Linked DNA regions of Triticum aestivum: region 1 is linked to region 2. A link is a contact called in public Hi-C data. All regions are on one chromosome and are shown on one strand. The core of a region is the stretch at or near the end of the contact, and the rest is flanking DNA. Distances in the headings are between cores, read along the strand shown.

Evidence for each region. A called contact is a pair of places that touch in the nucleus more often than the background predicts.
Region 1: a contact with region 2 is called in a Hi-C map of leaf, with 5 times the contacts expected there. The contact joins the promoter of LOC123160772 here to the promoter of LOC123157702 in region 2. A contact is called at or near these places in 3 of 5 Hi-C or Micro-C datasets (leaf and an unstated tissue) and 1 of 1 datasets of contacts at active chromatin or transcription factors (leaf).

What each region holds. Positions count from the first base shown.
Region 1 is chr7B:379,477,162-379,480,762 of IWGSC CS RefSeq v2.1, reverse strand. It overlaps LOC123160772 (transcription factor MYBS3), which reads left to right and starts at 1,907. Exons shown (of 5, transcript XM_044578605.1): 1 at 1,907-2,278. The coding sequence starts at 1,921.
Region 2 is chr7B:379,259,238-379,263,181 of IWGSC CS RefSeq v2.1, reverse strand. It overlaps LOC123157702 (small nuclear ribonucleoprotein E), which reads left to right and starts at 1,816. Exons shown (of 6, transcript XM_044575938.1): 1 at 1,816-2,048; 2 at 2,174-2,200; 3 at 2,308-2,370. The coding sequence starts at 2,007.

The DNA.
Region 1 (3,601 bases), core at 658-3,157, 220 kb before region 2:
GCAGGAATTGAACACATACGTTTCAAAATTCTTATGTCCCCATCTCAATGTTGATAAATGAACCCAAAAATACATCATCAGTACTATAGCTGGCCAAACGGGCCGGCCCGGCCCGGCACGGCACGGCCCATCCCAATCGTGCCTGGCACAACCCGGCCCGCCAAGGCACGATTATTATACGGGCCGTGCCGTGCCGGCCCGCGTGTTGCGGCCTGCAGCCCAGGCACGGCCCAGTTAGTAAACGGGCCGGCACGTTGGCCCGTTTAGCACGGTGGGCTGCATAATTTTAGCCTGTTATTTGACGCACTGAGCGTTTTTAGCCTATTTTTACATGTTGGGCCATATATATATGTATAAAAAAATAAAAAAATGTAATCGGGCCGTGCCGTGCCCAGCCTCCAGGCCCAGGCACGGCCCAGGGCGTGCCGCGTGCCTGGCCCGGCCTGTTTAGCCCGTGCCGTGCCTGGCCCAAGGCGGGCCGTGCCGGCGTGCTCACGGGCCGGCCCGAAAAAACCGACCCATTTGGCCAGCTATAATCAGTACTATAAACGCATGACCAGTTGATTGTCCTTGTTAGCCAATATCGAGTTGAGAACCGTTGTTGACTTTGTTTTTTATAAAATACACTCCGTACATCGTATGTACATACGTGCTAAACACAAGCTTGCGATTGGAATCGTCTCACAATCGATATCTAGTTAGAGAATAAAGAATGGTTGAGAGATCCAAACCCAAAGCGCAATAAAATAGTACTCCATCCGTAAACAAATATAAGAGTGTTTAGATCACTATTTTAGCGATCCAAACGCTCTTATGTTTCTTTACGGAGGGAGTAGGACATAACAAGTAAGTTTAAGTTGGCTATTAGTACACGAGGAAGATGCTCTGACGCATGAATCGTGCCTAGTTTGACGGTTTTAAGATTTCCAGCTTAGGATAGCCAATGTGTGCCAAATGCAAATCAATATCAAGTAAATATTAGTTCTTTTTTCCTTGTTGTATTTCATCCAAAGGTATAACTTATAACCTTCGTTCCTGGATCAATGGCTCAAATTGAAAACGCAGTTGCAATAAACAATTGGTTCGATAGGGTGAAAAAATATATTAAGAGTCCAATTATTGAAGAGTATGAAATCCTATCATTCAAGAACTTCAGCATGGATATGGAAAATTTATTTGCGGGTAGTACTCATATGGAATTAATTCGAAGCAACATTTTTCCTACCCAACACACCCACAATCAAAGCTTACAACAGCCTAGCTTCGGTGACCGTTGATCACAAAAACATTTGACAAAATTGACCATGGAAACAAATATGTTACTCCCTTTATCCGAAATTTTTTGTCTCAAACTTGTTCCTCAAATGGATGTATCTAGGAGGGACAAGCTTTTTCGGACGGAGGTAGTATCAAAATGCAAGAGGGGCTAAATGAAATATACCGATGGGGTATTTGGTCCAGATATACAATGATATTGTAGTTTTCTTTGCTGGTAATATTGCACTCCCTTCATCTTATAATATAAGACGTTTTTTTTATACTACGGAGGGAGTAGTTTTTATCAATGATCTTTATAGCATATCCAAAAAAAAAATCAAAAGCTTATAATCTTAATCTTGTCGCTATTTTTCTAAATACCCAATGCTCATTTTAAGATTATAACTCGAGACAATTCTTGTAAAGCATTTGCGGGACTCAACAATTCTAGCAACCTGACTGTACAAAGACATAAAAAACACTCCTACAAACCACTCAAAACAAACTGGTTACAAAAGCATACAGTAGAGAAGTTAAAATGATAAAAAAAATTCAGGAGGAAAGGAGGTGCTAGTAGTAGTATAAAACAAATCAGGAAACAACAGCAAATACGTATTTAAAAAAAACACTCTCCATTTCTTTTGTTTGTCCGATAAATTGCCAATGTGTCTCCATTCGTCCCCTCCGACATCTCCCAATAAAACGCCACCGCCCCACTCGTCGGAGCCGGCCGCCGGGATGCCTCAAGATTCGCGCCCGCCCGGGATGCGCCTCTTTGGCGTCACCATTGCGCCGGCGCCGCAGTTGGATCCCCCGGACAGGGACCGGGATCCGAGCCCCAACCCACCGGTGGCGGTGAGGGAGGACGTGATGCGCAAGTGCAAGAGCATGGGCAACCTGGCCGCCCTCGCCTCAGCCTGCCCCTCCGGGGACGCTGGAGGCGCGGGCGACGGGTACCTCTCCGACGGCGGCCTTCTGCAGTCGTCCGGCAAGCGGCGGAGGGCGCAGGAGAGAAAGAAAGGTGCCGCCTCTCCCTTTTTGCTTAAACAAATTCTCTCCTTTGATGCGTCCAAATACGCAAAGATCTGGCCATGAATCATCTCGTTCCCCTTGTACAAATGTTTAGTTTGATCATAGCCTGTTGGGATGTATGGATGTCTGACCTTTCTTACTTTTCTTATATATATGCTTCCTGGATTGGTCGAAATGGTGTTCCTTTGTGTTTGCGCGTGCATAGCAAAGGACTGACCTCATATGCAGCAGAGTCTAGTGATTTAGGTCTATTGAGGCGGTAGATTTTCGATTGGGGCGGGTGTTTGTGGGTCAACCAAAGAGGGAAGTTTGTTTTCTTGTTTTGTGCTCGTATTGTACCAACCATTTAATTCCTCTTTGCTTATTGGTCCATTGAATGTGTAAGATGTTGCGTGCTAGAGTCTATTGGTTTAATGCTAATGAGGATTTTGAGGTGGTAGATGTGTGCAATGGTTTGTTTGCGAATCCATCAAGCTTCTTACCTTGGTTCAAAGCTCCTTTATTACTCGACAGCTTCTTTGCATAGTAGAATTATTTAAAATTGATCCAAGGATGTGGACCGGGGTGGGGGGTGGGGGGTGTGTGTGTTTATTTTCTTCAGTAACAGGGTATGGATTGGAGGTAATGTCCAATGGATGATTGGGAAACATATAACTGATTAGAGAATCGTTGGTTTTTATTTGCATTGATTTTTTGTGATGTACAGTATATTCAATCATACAAGGCTGGGTGTAAGCTTGCCTTTTTAGTCGTTCAAGCAAGAGGTTGAGCGAGACTGTCACCGGACCTGTACCTGATTTACACCATGTTCTGTGGCCATGTTCTGTGTTCTTTGCTTGCGTGCTTATATTTACCTCGTCAGAAGCTTAAGAGAGAAAAGTGTTGATATGTCGCGTCTGGTGAATTTTGTGGAATTAAATATTTGATGGATCGTAGCTCTATTCTGCTTAGAAAAGACGAGGTGCGTGTCTTTTGTAGAGGAAAGTTATGACCTGTTGCCAAATGCCTGTGTCTGAAAGGCTCATAAACTTGTAGCCATATAAAAATATCCATGGTCGCCATTCCACCACTCATCAGGGTCGCCACTTATCATCCATTTTCTTCATAACACTGACCTATGAAGCCTTACTTCGTGCCATCTAGTGCAATGGTGCTTTCTCATAATGCATTATTTACTACCAGGTTTGGTTAGGAAATTTACCAGGACCTCATTTTTGTAGTGATGTGCCAGCAGTTATTGTGATATTTGATCAGTTATTAAAACTGTTTTCCTGGTTTGTTAGTTCCAGACTCCAGTTTTGCTCTAGTTAAC
Region 2 (3,944 bases), core at 567-3,066:
TCCACGTCAATGGCTGTCATGGCACGAGCATGTATATATGCGGCTTCTTCTGTAAGCGAGCTGTAAAAGCTCGGTTAAATAGATTACAACTTTTCATACCTTTTTTGCGAGAAAGTTGGGAGTTGGGAAGCACACGTTGTACCACGAAAAGGCAGGGTTTTTGAAAGGTCGAAAGCTATTCTTCACTGGAACGAGCGGCGTCGGTACCGGTATAGGCATGCAGCATCCAGCATGTATATGACGGTAGAGACAGCTGCTGTGCCGTCCCCAAACGATTTTCACATCGCAGTATTGCATGGAGACAGGTCAAGCAACTACATGTACGATGCCATTGCATTTGCCTCTAAACTTGTCTTCGACTCCAACCCTTTGCTCAATTGAGATGATTCACGCCAGCAATTATTTGATCAAAATGTATGTCAATTGTCAAAGACAACTTTAGTCGTGGTCGAAATGCTAATGAAACCATCTCACGCCTTCATGGCTTGTTTGAGGAACCGGGTGAACTTTTAAACATAATTTGTGTTATCTTTTTTTCGAAAAGGTCCGGCCTCTGCAACAAGGGATGCACACAATTATTATTGTTATATTATTCAACAGGCCCCGACAAAATAAGTGCATGGATTAACCCAAAAGGTACTTGCATGGCAACTAGGGTCGCTACCCCTACAAACTTGATGATGTGCTCTGACCTCGCATCAACACACATCATCTAATCCGGCAACAGAGCACAAACCAATCTAGCAGACCCTCTACGCGCACCGAATGAGCACACTCTAAAATCAGCCGCCATCTTCTTCCGCCATCATATACATGAGTAGAAGTGCTTTCCACACCCAAAATAAATAAATGAAATAAGAATACATGAGTTGTAGTTGAGAGCAGCAATTTGGTGCCCAGTCTCATCTGCACCCCCGATGAAGAAAAAAATATCAAAAGACACTAGAAAAATAAAATAAAAATCTAATTCTTTTGCATGGTAGATAATTTGGTGCGTGATGTGCACTCCAACTTTCAGATCATTTGGATATCTGGGTAGCTTTTGGCAAAAAGACAAATTTGGGGTATGTAAAAATATTATATTTCATGTACTGTTCTGACACAAATTGCCTTTTTTGCTGAGCACTACTCGTATGTCCAAATTGTCTGGAATTTGGAGCGTGTCTCAAGCACCAAATTATCTATCATGCAAAAAATGGATTTTTTTAATTTGTTTGAATTTTTTCTTGACCGGGTGTAAATGTGCATGGGCTCAGAAATGGATATTCGAGTAGTAGTTTCCTTTTTATTATGGAAAAGTATCTATTATTTTCTAACGATTTGTTACGACTAGTGTCGCCGGCAATTTCTGGTCTACATCAACGACTTTTCGACCGCTACATCTACAAGCTCCTAGATTTAAACAAGTTTGTTCTGCCGAGGTGGAGACCCATAGGCGCAAACGAGTTTTGCTCACGGCAAGGAAGAAGACTACGGCATCCCAAGGATTTGAATGTATTTTTCAATTTCTGTAAGAGTTTTTGTTAGGGTATGTGCTATTTAATATACGGCCTTTGGCCTTTCTACAAAAAAAATATTTTTTTTGATGATTTTTGTGATATATTACTAGACTTTTCATTTTGGCAGCATAGTACCAAAGTTTTTGAAACTTTTAGCGTACAACGGGACATGTTCTTGGAAAGGCCTAAATTGTTTTTTTCAGGGAATGGAAAGGCCTTAATGAAATCGCCGCCAAGATAGCGAGCCCAGCCCAGCGCGGGGCGGCCTAGCCCAAACAGATCCTCTGATCCGGACCCTTCGTCGGAAGCCTTGCACCAATCTTGAGGCACCCCCGCTGCCGCCTCTTCTCGCGCGCCGTGCGAAAACAAAACCCTGCCGTCTCCCTCTTCCCCCGCGGCGTATCTAGGGTTTTTTTACCTCCGCGCTCCGCCTGCCCACACGCGGTTCCGTCCAGAAGCTTCTAGACACTTCCAGTCGGAGGAGGAGCTCACGCCGCAGCAGCAGCCATGGCGTCCACCAAAGTCCAGCGTATCATGACCCAGCCCATCGTACGCTCCCCTATCCCCTCCTGTGCATATGCTCTCCTCCTCTTTTTGCATCTGTTTCCTAACGTTTTGGCGCTTTTGTTTCCCGCTGCTGCGATGGTTGGCGAATCCTTGGTGCGCGACGGCAGAACCTCATCTTTCGGTTCCTCCAGAGCGTAAGTGTTGGCTGAGGAGAAATAACAATTCGTCCACTTTTTTCCGCCTTACGTTTTAGGGTTGCGGACGGTTGGCTTGAGCTAATATGGTTCTAATTTTGGTGCAGAAAGCGCGCATCCAGATCTGGCTTTTCGAGCAGAAGGATATGCGGATCGAGGGTCGTATCATCGTAAGTTCCTACACCGATTTCTTGTTCAAATTGATAGAATTTAGCCTTACCAATCCCTCTGTGGTCGTACGCATGTGTGTTAAGTGTAATGTTACTGTGTATCTGCATACCATGTGGCTTTGAGGGTAAATTATTTCCATGTATTACTTGTGTCTAAGCAAGTGGGCGTGAATTGATTAATACTCTAATATAATGAACCGATAACTTAGCAGAACACATCTGTTGTTTGTTTTGTTAAAGGCCAACATGAAAATGTGTTGGCATCTTTTTCTCAAGAATTGGTAAACACTTGCAAACAAATCTGCATGCTCAACAGGAAAGTATTAATTAAGTGCCAAGTCGTGATGCCCCCCCACCCCCAATAGCTAGGTAATAGATCGGTTTTCCTCTTGCCTGTTCAAGAGGGACATAATCTAGTTTCAAGCCTTACTTTTTCAGTGTATATCTTTGTAACACTGAAACCAACCCTAATCGTCACCTTTAAAATCAAGGAGCAAGTAGTTATTTGGTTCCTTGTGGAACCACGAACAAGTAATAGCACTATCCATGTGCCCAGTCAGAACTTCACCATAGTAGATACTGAGGTGTTTGCAGAAGATATTTTCTTGATGTGTTCCTTTTGGGACCATAGTGGTCATGGGCATTGTTTTTTGAGTTTTGAAGATCATCGGTGTATGTTTGTGGTAATTTGATTGCAATGCAGACAAGGAAAGAGTGGTTGGTGGTGGATGTTAACCACTAGTGTGCGTACCTAGTCAATGATACAATAGTTTTTATCCTTAGAAGTTAGCTTGTCATAACTTTTTGCTCTGAGTTCAGGACCTTCCCATTGTAACTTGCTGTTAGTCAAACATTTGTGTTTGGTGTGTCCTGTCTCATATTTTTTTACCACTTTATGTGTTGTTTTGAATCACCCTCAAAACTTGCAACCTCCTTTCCTCCCCCTGGTAACAAATATGATTCATATCGGTGATTGTGTTTGGACAACTAAGTAGATAGTCCAGGGGCCTAAAAATGCCTTTATTTTAGATCACACTAAATTCTTCATCCTACACATTTTCTAGAACTGAAGCATAGGTTGCTTCCTAAGGCTCTGGTGAGGTTTTTCTCTTGTCATGGTTTGGTTTACTGACAGGTGATAAGCTTACAATGTGACACGCCTATTCTGCTTCAGTTGGGTTTACATTTCTTTCCAGTTTACATGTAATAAATGCCCCACATGGTCTCGTGGGTTTTTCAGTAGTGTGTCTGTCATATTATTGTTGCCATATCCCTCGTCAGTTTCTCAGACTTTTGTTGCCATATCCCTTGTCAGATTCTCAAACTTTTGCTTTTGAACATGTCAGATGGAAGAACAGATTATTTGGTTGTATATTAGATTTGCATATGTTAATCATTTCAATGAGACAAAGTTAGTGGAGGTACCGAGAGATACCATTATATCAGTGAAGTACTGAAGCGTGCCAATAACAGATTTTACATGTAGTCAAGTTATTATGTCCTTTTTAATTTGTTTGAATGTTTTTGTACATGTGTGCTTCATTTGGGCCGTATTGAGTAATGCTGGGTTTTTA